Regions from separate parts of the Macaca mulatta genome. Here region 1 is linked to region 2. A link is a contact called in public Hi-C data. All regions are on one chromosome and are shown on one strand. The core of a region is the stretch at or near the end of the contact, and the rest is flanking DNA. Distances in the headings are between cores, read along the strand shown.

Region 1 (6,562 bases), core at 1,257-3,756, 48 kb before region 2:
CGTGTGGGCCAGTGGGTAAGCCTGTGGGCTGGGCCAGGTGGGGAGAGGGGCGGGGAGTGTGCCTGTCTCCCTGACAAGGCCTATCCTCTCCTGGAGGTTCGCATGGAGAACGTGACAGTGCTGGGTGAGGACGTCATAGTTAACGATGAGCTCTACCTCAACGGAGCCAGCGTGCTGCCCCACAAGTCTATTGGCGAGTCAGTGCCAGAGCCTCGTATCATCATGTAAGGGGATGCAGTGGGGCTGGCCAAGCCCCGGTTTTCCCATCAGCAAGGGGAGAGTGCTGGCCTGACACATCAGAAGACCCTGGACTTGTTATCTGTCTGGGGGGCACTGGGTGAAGCTGAAGCTGTTGGACACCTGCCTTCTCATGTGGACATCATCTGGCAGGATCCCTGCTGGGCACACCCCACAAACCCTACTCCCTCAAGAAGGGCCAGGGCCAGGGCTGTATGGAATAATAATTTAATGCTGACTGTGGCCCTGACTGAGAGTCAAGCTCAGGCACAATTAGGGCCATGGCTGGGCTCCCACCAATGAGGATACAGGCAGGCAAGGAGGTTGAATGTGGTGGTGGTGGCGGTTGCGGGGGGGGGCAGATACAGGAGAAGGGCAAAGGGAGCTCATAAATAGGGCCCAGCCTGGCTCTGGGTTCCAGGGTGGAGGTTCCAGGATGGCACAGGCTGTGAGGCCTAGGCAGCTGAGGAGGTAGTACTCGTATTGGCCCAGTCCTCTACAGACACGATGGTGGCTTTGCAGAAGAAGCAGTCCTTGTTGTTCATCAGGTGCTGGTTGATGCAGGCTCTACAACAGGGGAGGGGATGAGGACTGCCCTGCATGTATCTACTGCTCTCCCCACTACCAAGCTGTGGGGACCACTTACTTGCACGACTTGTGGCCACAGGGCTGGAACACAGCAGAGATGGGGTGGGCATAGCAGATGGGGCAGAGGTCCTCCTCACTGGTGGGCTGCAGGGAGGAGAGTGAAGGGTGGGCTGGAGTTGGATGCCTGGCTGTGTGGATGTCTGCTGTGCCTATGTAGGAGTGCACACATATTCAAGTGGCATGGACCTGTGCACCATGGTCCCACTCACCAGAGAGGCAGCTGCTGCCTGGGCAGATGCAGAGGTCAGGTGTGCCAGCATCTGTTCCACTTGGGCCAGCTCATCGGCACTGATATAATCCGCATCTGGGGAGTGGTAGGTAGTGTCAAGTCAGGTAGATGAGGATGTCATGCCTTTTAAATATTCCCAGCCTAGGACTTTGCTGTTCTTAAGGTTCCTGACCCGATCCAGCCCCAGATCTCCCTGACCCCCCCCACCAGCCCACTCACAGCTCTGCAGGGAGAAGCGCTTCCGATCAGGGGCTGGCAGGGCAGTGCCAGGTGCTGGGGGCTCTGGCTGTCCCAGGAGATAGCATATTGAGCGTAGCTGGAAGCAGGGATCTGCCAGGAGTACTGATGTGGCTCGCTCTCTCCTAGGTAGGGGATGGTGCAAGGGCAGTCAGAAGGCTTGGGGCCTGGCTAAAAGTAGTCTCTATTGGGATTGCCAATGAGGAGTGCCACGGCTTGTACATAATCACCGCCCCCCTGCATCCTTTCCGTCTCCCTGCTTCCCAAGCCCCAAGTCCTGTATTCTAGTAAGGTGCCACACAGCCTGGGGTCTGAGAGGGAGTCTGGCCCTGTTGCCCAGGCTGGAGTGCGATGGCGCGATCTAGGCTCACTGCAACTTCTACCTCCTGGGTTCAAGTGATTCTCCTGCCTCAGCCCCCGGAGTAGCTGGTATTACAGGCGCCCACCACTACGCCCGGCTAATTGTTGTATTTTTAGCACAGACGAGGTTTCACCAGGTTGGCCAGGGTGGTCTCGAATTCCTGACCTCAGGTGATTCACCCGCCTCGGCTTCCAAAAGTGCTGGGATTACAGGCGTGAGCCACCGCACCCGGCCTGGGGTACCACTTTAAGAGGGCTCAGGGGAGCCACCTTAAGAGAGTCCATCTGCCCCATAATATATCACTCAAATAAGTCATTTCTAATAAACACTAACAGCAGCTTGGAGACATTCTTCCAGACTCCCCCTTTTACTCCTCGAGGAAAAAGGAGCGGCGGAGAGCTGCCAGCCAAAGGCAGACTGGGGCTTTGGGGTTGGGCTCACTCCTCATCTGGCGGTCATGTGGGGCCATTGGGCACTAGGGGATGCAGCCGCCCCGCCTCCTCAAACGGGAGCCAATAGGAGCCCGAGCCCCGCCCCTGGGGGAGTATTTAGGAGCCGATCAGGAACTCGCTTGGAGAGGGCTCGGGAAGCCGAAGGGAGCACGGAGAGAAGTGCAGCCCCGCCTCACAACCTGGGAACCGCACAGTAGGGGCCGTCGGCCGGCCAGAACCCGCCGTGCCTCCTCGGCAAGGGCCATCCGGTGCCACCCATGTCGCACTAGAGCAGAAGTGGGTGAGTCCTGGAACTGCGACCTGCACAGAGCTGCTCTGTCCTGTCCCTGGTGGTCGCCGCCATGACCTGGCTGATGCTGCTGGGGGCACTGCTCTGCATGCTGTGCGTTGGGTTAGGCACCCCGGACTCCGAGGGTTTCCCGCCCCGTACGCCCCACAACTGCCCCCACAAATGTATCTGCGCTGCCGACCTGCTAAGCTGCACTGGCCTAGGGCTGCAGGATGTGCCGGCCGAGTTACCTGCCGCTACTGCGGACCTCGACCTGAGCCACAACGCGCTCCAGCGCCTGCGCCCCGGCTGGTTGGCGCCCCTCTTCCAGCTGCGCGCCCTGCATCTAGGCCACAACGAACTAGAAGCGCTGGGTCTCGGCGTCTTCGCCAACGCCAGCGGCCTGAGGCTACTCGATCTATCATCTAACGCGTTGCGGGCGCTTGGCCGCCATGACCTCGACGGGCTGGGGGCGCTGGAGAAGCTGCTTCTGTTCAATAACCGCTTGGTGCACTTGGACGAGCATGCCTTCCACGGCCTGAGCGCGCTCAGCCATCTCTACCTGGGCTGCAACGAACTTGCCTCGTTCTCTTTCGACCACCTGCACGGTCTGAGCGCCACCCACCTGCTTACTCTGGACCTCTCCTCCAACCGGCTGGGACACATCTCTGTACCTGAGCTGGCCGCGCTGCCGGCCTTCCTCAAGAACGGCCTCTACTTGCACAACAACCCATTACCCTGCGACTGCCGCCTCTACCACCTGCTACAGCGCTGGCACCAGCGGGGCCTGAGCGCCGTGCGCGATTTTGCGCGCGAGTACATATGCTTGGCCTTCAAGGTACCCGCGTCCCGTGTGCGCTTCTTCCAGCACAGCCGCGTCTTTGAGAACTGCTCATCGGCCCCAGCTCTTGGCCTAGAGCGGCCGGAAGAGCACCTGTACGCGCTGGTGGGTCGGTCCTTAAGGCTTTACTGCAACACCAGCGTCCCGGCCATGCGCATTGCCTGGGTTTCGCCGCAGCAGGAGCTTCTCAGGGCGCCAGGATCCCGCGATGGCAGCATCGCTGTGCTGGCCGACGGCAGCTTGGCCATAGGCAACGTGCAGGAGCAGCATGCCGGACTCTTCGTGTGCCTGGCCACTGGGCCCCGCCTGCACCACAACCAGACGCACGAGTACAACGTGAGCGTGCACTTCCCGCGCCCAGAGCCCGAGGCTTTCAACACAGGCTTCACCACACTGCTGGGCTGCGCTGTGGGCCTGGTGCTCGTGCTGCTCTACCTGTTCGCACCACCCTGCTGCTGCTGCCGCCGTGCCTGCCGCTGCCGCCGCTGGCCCCGAACACCCAGCCCTCTCCACGAGCTGAGCGCACAGTCCTCAGTACTCAGCACCACACCGCCAGACGCACCCAGCCGCAAGGCCAGCGTCCACAAGCACGTAGTCTTTCTGGAGCCAGGCCGGAGGGGCCTCAATGGCCGCGTGCAGCTGGCAGTAGCTGAGGAATTTGATCTCTGCAACCCTGGAGACTTGCAGCTGAAGGCTGGCTCTGAGTCCGCTAGCTCCATAGGCTCCGAGGGTCCCATGACGACCTAGACTGCCCAGGGCCACCACCCAGGCCCCCACCCTCTTGCTGCTCGCCCTGCTGTCTGCTTCGGTCCAGAGAACTGGCAGATGCTGGTGGGAAGCACTGTGCCTGGCCCCCCAGCTTCCTGTATGGGCCTCGAAACACAATGGGCTTTCTCACTCACTGGTAGAGACAGGCGTCGTAGTCCCCAACCTGCCTTCTGCTCTGCCCCTGCACAGGACCCAAAGGCCCCAGGCCCTGCAAGCTGTGCTAGTGCCTGCTTTCCCGGGGACTTCCTAGTGCCCAAATGCCCTGTGAGCCTGAGAGACCCAGGCCCCTGTGGCTTTCAACACAGCACAGCCGTGGAAGTAGCTGTGTTCTTCTACAGCCTGTGGAAGAACCCCTGTAGCAGAGCCCCCTGTCCACCCTCAGGGGCCGAGGCAGCTCTCCAGGAGTGGTGCTGAAGAGCTGACGCAGGGTCATCTCCCCTTCCCAAGGCGGTGGGAGGGAGTGGGCCCACAGGGAAAAGACGACGGCTCTGAAGGAAGATGTCGCCCACACCCCAGGACAGAAAGAGGAAACAAGCCCGCCCTCTGGTGAAATGGGACTCCCTCCCAACCGCCTGAAAGCTTCACAGATTCACGCAGAGTCCAGTGGGCAGGAACTAGGCAGGAAAGGCTCCTCAAGAGACTCCTGGGGGGGCTGGCCTAAGCCCCAGTCAGAGGCCCTGCTCTCTCTGGCCCGGGGCATCCAGCTGTTGTTCTGAAGGCACAGCCCATTCCGTGGGCTTACAAGACACAGTGAAGGGGATCATGGCCTGCGCCCCTGCTTTTCAGCAGTAAAAAGCCCAAAAAGCCTGGAGAGCATGGCCAAGTTGGGAGGGCCGAGCCGGAACTCCATGTCCCTCGAGAGCAGGGGCCTCTTAAGGGCTGGCACTGGTCTCAGCCTAATGGCTGAGGCGGTGCCCTGGCTTCACATGCATCTCACTGCTCCCACTGCGGGAGGGCAGGGAATGGGTGTCTGGGAGCCCTTCATGTGTAGGGCCGAGCTGGGGGCCCCCATGGCCATCCTGGGCCCCACTGCTCCAGAGTTTCTTAATAAAGGCAGCACGTGCTTATTGCTGGAGCCTTTGCAGACAATGGCGGTCCTGTGTGTGTTCAGCTCTCCCGGCGGCCTGGCCCTGTCCACCACAGGATGACACACCTTCCGGAGTCCTGCCTCCCATGCCCGGCCTGAGGCATGGCCACAAACCAGTGGCTCTGTGGGCCAGGGCCACCTGTCCTGCTGGGGTCCCAGATTCTTCTACTTAGAGAAGCTCCCTCTGACCCCTATTTAGGCCGTTCACACCTCACTACCTTCCCTCTGCCTCAAAACCTGATACTGAGGTCCATTTTCCAGATGAGGAAACTGAGGTACCAGGAGGCCCTGTCCAGCCCCTTCTCACCAGACACACCCAGCTCCCACAGGGGCCCACGGTCCCAAACACTCACTCTGAGGCTGGGCCACGCACCAGGAGCTGCACCAGGATGCCCGTCACTGCCACCAGAATGGGGTAGTGGTCCACGCTCTCTAAGCCTGAGGGGAAGGGGAAGAAGGACATGAGCCACCCACACACTCCTGCTGCAAGGACTCCGGGCCTGACACGGTCCACCCTGCCCACTGCCCTCCCTACAGAAGGGTGAGCCAAGGCTGCAGAGCGCCAAGCCTGGCTGTCCGGGGGCAGAATGTGGAATTGGGCATCACTGTTCCTAGCAGAGGAACCAAGGCCTGTAGTGTGTTGGGGTGCAGGGCATCTAGGTCCTCACCAGGCAGCCGTAGGGTGACCACACGATCAAACAGGTTCCTCTCAGCTGTCACTCGGTTCAGCACCTGGTTTAGCAGCTGTGAGGGGAGCAGGAGTCCATTGGTGGATGGGGAGCGCCACCACTGATGAAAGGGGCATTCCGAGGGTCCCACCCTTGCTGCCCAGATGGCCACACCTGTGCAAGACGCCGCAGCAGCATCTCGGAGGTAGGCCGGGTCCAGTCAAGGAATATCTCAGGCACCAGTGTGATAGTCATCTCCAAGACACGCAGCAGGCTGACTGAGAGGTCAAAGCAGGTGGCACATACCTTGAGCTGCCGACTGTCCACAAAGTTCCGCTCCAGGCGCTCAGCAGCCTGCTGGATCTGATCCACCAACACGTGGACATGCAGCGGTCAGCACCTGGCTCTAGCCCGGGACCAGGCCTCATCCCCTGCACCACCCTAACCCACGAGGCTGCACCACAGCCCACCTCCTGGATCATGCCAATGAATTCAGAGAAGGCCCAGTTGAGCTGATTGAGGACACTGTTGAGGAAGCTGGGCGCCACATCAGGACCCTGCTGCAGGAGGTCCGCCATGTGCTGCTGCAGCAGGGTGGAGGGGCAGGGCTCTGCAGGGGGACAGGAGGTAGCATCATCAGGGACTCCACTGCAGTGGCCTCTGCCTGTTTGCCTCTGTCCTCGCCCATTGAGACTTTGGTATAAGGACAGAAAGACAGCTCCCTAGGAATGCTCAGGTCATGAAAGCAGGGGACAGGGGACAGCTG
Region 2 (5,724 bases), core at 2,395-4,894:
CCTCAGAAGGAACCTAGGAAAGAAGAACGGGGCGGGATGCAACAGATGGCAGGAAAGCAGAGCTACAGGCCCCACTGCACCCACCCAGCCAGGTATGCCTTACCTCCCAGCTGCCGAGGCACAATGTCTACCACCACTGAGGTAACCTTGGTATACCAGTCATACTGCAAGAGAACACAATGGTCAGGCCCAGTAGGGGACAGGCAGTTCCCTTCGGGCACAGTGCCCCGTGCCTATCCCCTTTTGCCTCAGGTAGCCCCAGGGGAGGAGGGAACTGGAATAAGCCTGATATATCTCTTTTCTGGTGACCTGGACCAGATGCCCAAGGGGCCTCAGATAGGCATGTCCCTCTGACTTTTTTTTTTTTTTTTTTTTTTTTTTTTTTTTGAGACGGAGTCTCGCTCTGTCACCCAGGCTGGAGTGCAGTGGCCGGATCTCAACTCACTGCAAGCTCCGCCTCCCGGGTTCACGCCATTCTCCTGCCTCAGCCTCCCGAGTAGCTGGGACTACAGGCGCCTGCCACCTCGCCCGGCTAAGTTTTTGTATTTTTAGTAGAGACGGGGTTTCACTGTGTTACCCAGGATGGTCTCGATCTCCTGACCTCGTGATCCGCCCGTCTCGGCCTCCCAAAGTGCTGGGATTACAGGCTTGAGCCACCGCGCCCGGCCGTCCCTCTGACTTTTACTAGGGGCTCAGAGCTCTTCCTGGGGAGGGTCTGGGATTGTGTAACTCCCCACTATATCCCAGCCCCTTGCAGAGCCTGGTTACATGCAGTTGAGAGCCAAGGGGAGGAGCATTCTTGCAGTGCAAAGCTCTCCATGGCAGCACTCTCAACCTCTAGGCCCTGCCTTGAGAGGACAGGCAGAACTCACACTGCTGCTGCACTGAGGACAGAAGGGCACCTACTGAGGGCCCATGGGGAGATGATGCTGGCCCTTCAGCTCTCATCCACCATACCATCTTCTTGCTGACCATCCTCCCATCCCCGCCACCTCCAGCTCACCAGGCACAGCTGGCTGCACTGATGATGGGGGATCAGAGATGGGTACTGCAGGTAGACAATGCGACATTGGTCTGGGCTCAGCCGGGGAGAAGAGACAGCCAGGGAATCATCTGAGAGGAGCTCTGGGCCAGATGGAAACAAGAGCATCACGCAGGCTGGCAGGGCCAACATGTGTCAGCAAAGCACAGGTGGGCATCAGCCACTTACCACACTTCCCCCCGATGAGGTCCACATAGTACAGGGCTGACCTGGAACCGCGAGACAGACATTCAGTCTCAAGGCCAGCTGGGCTGCAAGGTCCCTTGCCTTGCCCCACTCCCTCACCTGCGATTGGTGCAAAAGCGGATGCCCAACCGGAAGGGCTCATGCCACCAGCCCACAAACACCACACCAGCATCTCCAGGGGCCCAGAATGCCTGCAAACAAGATCACAGGGCAGAAGTGAACAAGGGATGGTAGCTGAAGAAGGGCCCCAGACTCCAGGAGGGACATAGGCTGTTGCTGCTGACCTGTCCAGGGGACACATTCTCAGGGACCCCCTCAAGCACAGAGATGTTGCCACTCTCGACATCCAGCACGCAGAGCACAGGGATGCTTTTGGAAACCATGTTTTCTCCCCAGTCTTCGTAAAACACAAACTGATCCCCCTGAGAACACAAGATACTCAATGCCCAGCCTGTCTATAGGACCTGCTCTGCTTCCTAGAAGCTAGTGCCTCCCCAGGTCTGACAAGCACAGTATGGGAAGGGAGCACACTGAGCCCCAGGGCTGCCCTGCTGGGCCTTCGTGGATTGACCACGAGCACCTTGATGGGTTGGTCTGGCTTCTTCAGCCTGGCTATCTCATCATCGCTGGCACTGACGTCCAAGGCTTTGGTCTGAAAGAAGGACTCGGCCTTGGGGCGCTTCCTCTCTGCCACATACAACAAGTGTGTCTCCGAGTGCGACCAGGACAGGCAGCCAAAACAGTCTGGGTGCAGGGAGGGCCAATCAGGGGGGGGCCCAGGGCTACGGCTACCCCTCCTGTCCACCCTGCCTGCTCACCAGCCAGATGCCTCACCATCCTCATAAACAGGCCCATGTTTCTCCAGCACTGATAGGTTGAAACTCTTGAGCTTCCGGTTCTTCTCCCAGACCTGAGGACATCTGGGCATTAGGCTGTTTGCCCGCTAACAGAGCCTTATCTGTGGGGCAGAGCCTCTCTCTAGTCACCCACTACCTGGTCCCATGTAGACTCACCTCCAGGAACTGCTTCTCTTCCCCAGGGCCCGTGCCTCCAGCCTTGCGCAGCACAGCTTTCATGCTGCCTGAAGGAGACTCTCTGCTCAGCAGTCTGTGGACATGGGGTAGCACAGGTCAGGAGTATCTTGCAATAACCCCTTCCTGCTCCCTTACTGGGCACCACCTCTTAGGAGAGATTCTTGAGGCTCTGGCCCCACACCAGCTTCTGGAGTACCTTGCCTTTCCTCCCTGAGGCAGAGACTCTACTCTCCCCAGCTCCCCCAGGCCACCACAGGCTCTAGTCCAGGTGAGTTTGGAGCAAGCCTCCGTTGCTTATCAGGCCATGTCACCAGAAACTGAATGAGCTCCCAAGGGGGCAAGAATCTGGCTCCTGGTCTCCCTTCTAGGCACATGGTGGGCATTCACAAAAGACTTGCATTGCAGACGCTGTGGCCTTGCTCACAAGATTCCTTCCTCAAACTTACTCCCCCCGGGTCTCCACACTGTTGCCTGCAGGTCCGGCAAACACCACTGAGTCCCCGTCATGGAACACCAGGTATTGGCGGCAGAATCGAATGTTCTCCATGCGTTCCAGGTCCCTCTGGGTCCACTCTGTGAGGGGAGGCATGAGGCTGCTCACCTTGTCTTGGCTACTCCTGGCTACTGCCCCCCAGCCCACCTGACCCAGGAAGGCCTAGATCTTCCTCAGTCTCTCAATCTGTCTCCAGACACTGACACCCTGGCTGCGGGCTGGACAACACTTGTCCACAACCCTAGTCCAGGCCTCCAGAGCCTGAGCTGACAGCCTCTTTGAGAGAACCCCCTAGTAACCCCAGCACCCACCCTGGAATCTTGAGGGCAGCCTGGCATGTGTATGGGATGGAGTGTTGGCGGAGCACCCTACAAAGTCCACGCCCTGAACCCAGGTTTGAATTCTACCCCTACACCATCATCTCGTGCACTCATGGGCACCATCCGATAACGCCCCGCACGCCCCCGCCTCCCCACACACCTGTGTGCAGGGACCTGTGGGAGTGTATCCTCCAAGTACAGGCCGGCTCCCCATACACCCTTACACACTGTCAAGCAGCGAGCCCTCCACACCCGCTTCCTTCCCACCCCAGTGCGCGACCCCGTCGCCAGCCAGTTCCCCTTCGCACACACACCAGTGTGCACCGTCCGGTACTGGCCGCCGTACTGTGTGGTGACCTCCGGGCCCAGGCAGGCGGCGCTCAGCGCGGGCTGGCGGCTAAGGCCCCGATACAGAGCCGCCGCCTCCTCGGGCTCGCTCAGCAGCACCTGCGCAGGGGACACACCAGGGTCAGGCCCGGTCCGGGCTGCAGGGACCACGGGGACCGCGGGCCGAGCCCTCACCTGACGTTCCATAGTCTCCTCTCTGCCGCCTGGGCGAGGCGGGGCGGGGGGGTGCTCGCGCCCGGAAGTGAGGCTTCCGGGGGCGGAGCCTGGGACCGCCCGGGCTGTCTCCGCCCCTGCCCTGCGGCAATCTGGGAGGGGGGGCTTTCGGCGAATAGGCGAGAACCGTTGGCAAGGGGCGGGCCTTGACGGTGAGAGGACCCGGCCTGGCAGCGAGAAGTCCCGGGTGGAGAGAGCAGGGGCGTCGAGAGGAGGAGCTGGCCTTCCAGGGGCGGACTAGTCAAGTGGGGGGCGGGGCCGTGGGGCGAGGCGTTGGATCTCGGAGGAGAGAGGGCGGGCCTGTGGAAGCGGAACCCGGGAGCCGGGCTTCGGGGGGGGTAGAAGGGCCTACGAGAGAAGCGGGTGAGACAGGACTGCGAGGCGGAAGCAGCGCGGTCGGACGGGCATGGCCCGAGCACCTGAAGGGCGAGGCCCGAGGGGAATGGGACCAATGAGTCTCTGAGGATGAAGGGCGAGGCGGGCGGGTCCAGAGTGGAGCCCCGCGAGGAATGAGGAGCCGGGAGCCCGTGAGGGTGAGGGCGGGGAGGGGGGAGCCGGCCGCATCGTGGATCTCCCGCGGCTCTGGGGCTGACTGTAGGGTTCCTTCGGGTCCACTACGAGCCGACATTCACTAGACAGTGCCAGGCCCTGCCCTGGAGGGACTCCCAGGCAGACGAAGAAGAGAAAGGCCAGAGTCCGGGCGGAGGGCGCAAAGCAAAGCCCTGGGGTGCGGGGCAGAGGGGCGAGTGCCAACTCTCAGGGTGCTGCCTGGGCTTATCAGTCACCAGGCCTGCCGCAAGAGCTATCTATCCCCGCAGCCTTTACCCACCCTTCTCAGTGGCTCCTTGTTGGGGACTGTGAGCCGGTGGGTTCCTTCCCCTCCTCCCTAGGCCTCAACCTGAGCTCTTGGGTGTGGGGACCCTGGTGGGCTCAGACTCCACCAAGGTCCAGGGAGCTTCCTGTGGAAAGAACCTAGGCAGGCAGGCTTCCTGTGCACGTGACACAGGATTGGCTGGGCTAAGGTGCCAGCAGAGATCAGGAGAGGCTGGACAGTAAGGATGTCCCCTCCATATACCTGAGTCTGGCTGGTCTTCCACATCAGGGCCCTGGCTCCCTGCTCCATGGTGTGCTTGTGATTGAGAGTCCACCTGTCTGGCCTGCAGCTTCCCCTTTCCCATCAGCCGCATCATTACTTACTCAAGATTACTAGTTAAGTTAAAAAAAAGAGTCCTGGCCGGCCGGGCGCACTGGCTCACGCCTGTAATCCCAGCACTTTGGGAGGCCAAGGCGGGCGGATCACGAGGTCAGGAGATAGAAATCATCCTGGCTAACATGGTGAAACCCCGTCTCTACTAAAAATACAAAAAATTAGCTGGGTGTGGTGGCAGGCGCCTGTAGTCCCAGCTACTCGGGAGGCTGAGGCAGGAGAATGGCGGGAACCTAGGAGGCGGAGCTTGCAGTGAGCCGAGAATCGTGCCACTGCACTCCAGCCTGGGTGACAGAGTGAGACTCTGTCTCAAAAAAAAAAAAAAAAAAAAGTTCCGGCCGGGCGCGGTGGCTCACGCCTATAATTCCAGCACTTTGGAGGGCCGAGGCGGGTGGATCACCTGAGGCCAGGAGTTCAAGACCAGCCTGGCCAACACGGTGAAATCCTGTCTCTACTAAAAATACAAAAATTAGTGGAGTGTGGTGGCATGCGCCTGTGATCCCAGCTACTTGGGAGGCTGAGGCAGGAGAATCTCTTGAACCTGGGAGGTGGAGGTTGCAATGAGCCGAGATCGTGCCATTGCACTCTAGCCTGGGCAACAAGAGTGAAACTCTGTCTCAAGGAAAAAAAAAAAGAGTACCAACTTTCTGACGCCACTGCATTTGTGAGTATGTACAGGACTGTATCAAGGCCAGAAACAGGAGTAGAACGAGTGGCCCCAGCCACCAGTTTGGGTGGAAAGATTGGAAACTAGGCTGTTCATCAAGCATTGTTTATGATAGGAACACTGGGAACATAGCACCTGTTCCTAAGGTTGTGTGTGGTAGACTGGCTACGAACTCATGTATCTCTCTGGAGGTTGAGCACTGGAAGACGAACAT

The links. A called contact is a pair of places that touch in the nucleus more often than the background predicts.
Region 1: a contact with region 2 is called in a Hi-C map of fetal cortex germinal zone, with 2.0 times the contacts expected there. The contact joins the promoter of AMIGO3 here to the promoter of APEH in region 2. A contact is called at or near these places in 2 of 14 Hi-C or Micro-C datasets (blood and fetal cortex germinal zone).

The regions. Positions count from the first base shown.
Region 1 is chr2:113,181,049-113,187,610 of T2T-MMU8v2.0, reverse strand. It overlaps AMIGO3 (adhesion molecule with Ig like domain 3), which reads left to right and starts at 2,506. Exons shown (of 1, transcript XM_001107400.5): 1 at 2,506-5,130. The coding sequence starts at 2,506. The coding sequence ends at 4,020. RNF123 (ring finger protein 123) reads right to left here. Exons shown (of 39, transcript XM_077992634.1): 32 at 6,267-6,406; 33 at 5,971-6,159; 34 at 5,797-5,872; 35 at 5,482-5,566; 36 at 1,334-1,476; 37 at 1,095-1,189; 38 at 884-969; 39 at 450-804. The coding sequence ends at 693. GMPPB (GDP-mannose pyrophosphorylase B) reads left to right here. Exons shown (of 9, transcript NM_001265981.1): 8 at 1-15; 9 at 97-448. The coding sequence ends at 228.
Region 2 is chr2:113,135,423-113,141,146 of T2T-MMU8v2.0, reverse strand. APEH (acylaminoacyl-peptide hydrolase) reads right to left here and starts at 3,644. Exons shown (of 22, transcript NM_001261735.1): 1 at 3,598-3,644; 2 at 3,390-3,522; 3 at 2,709-2,835; 4 at 2,242-2,335; 5 at 2,063-2,138; 6 at 1,809-1,972; 7 at 1,513-1,650; 8 at 1,328-1,419; 9 at 1,211-1,251; 10 at 1,004-1,125; 11 at 104-164. The coding sequence starts at 3,609.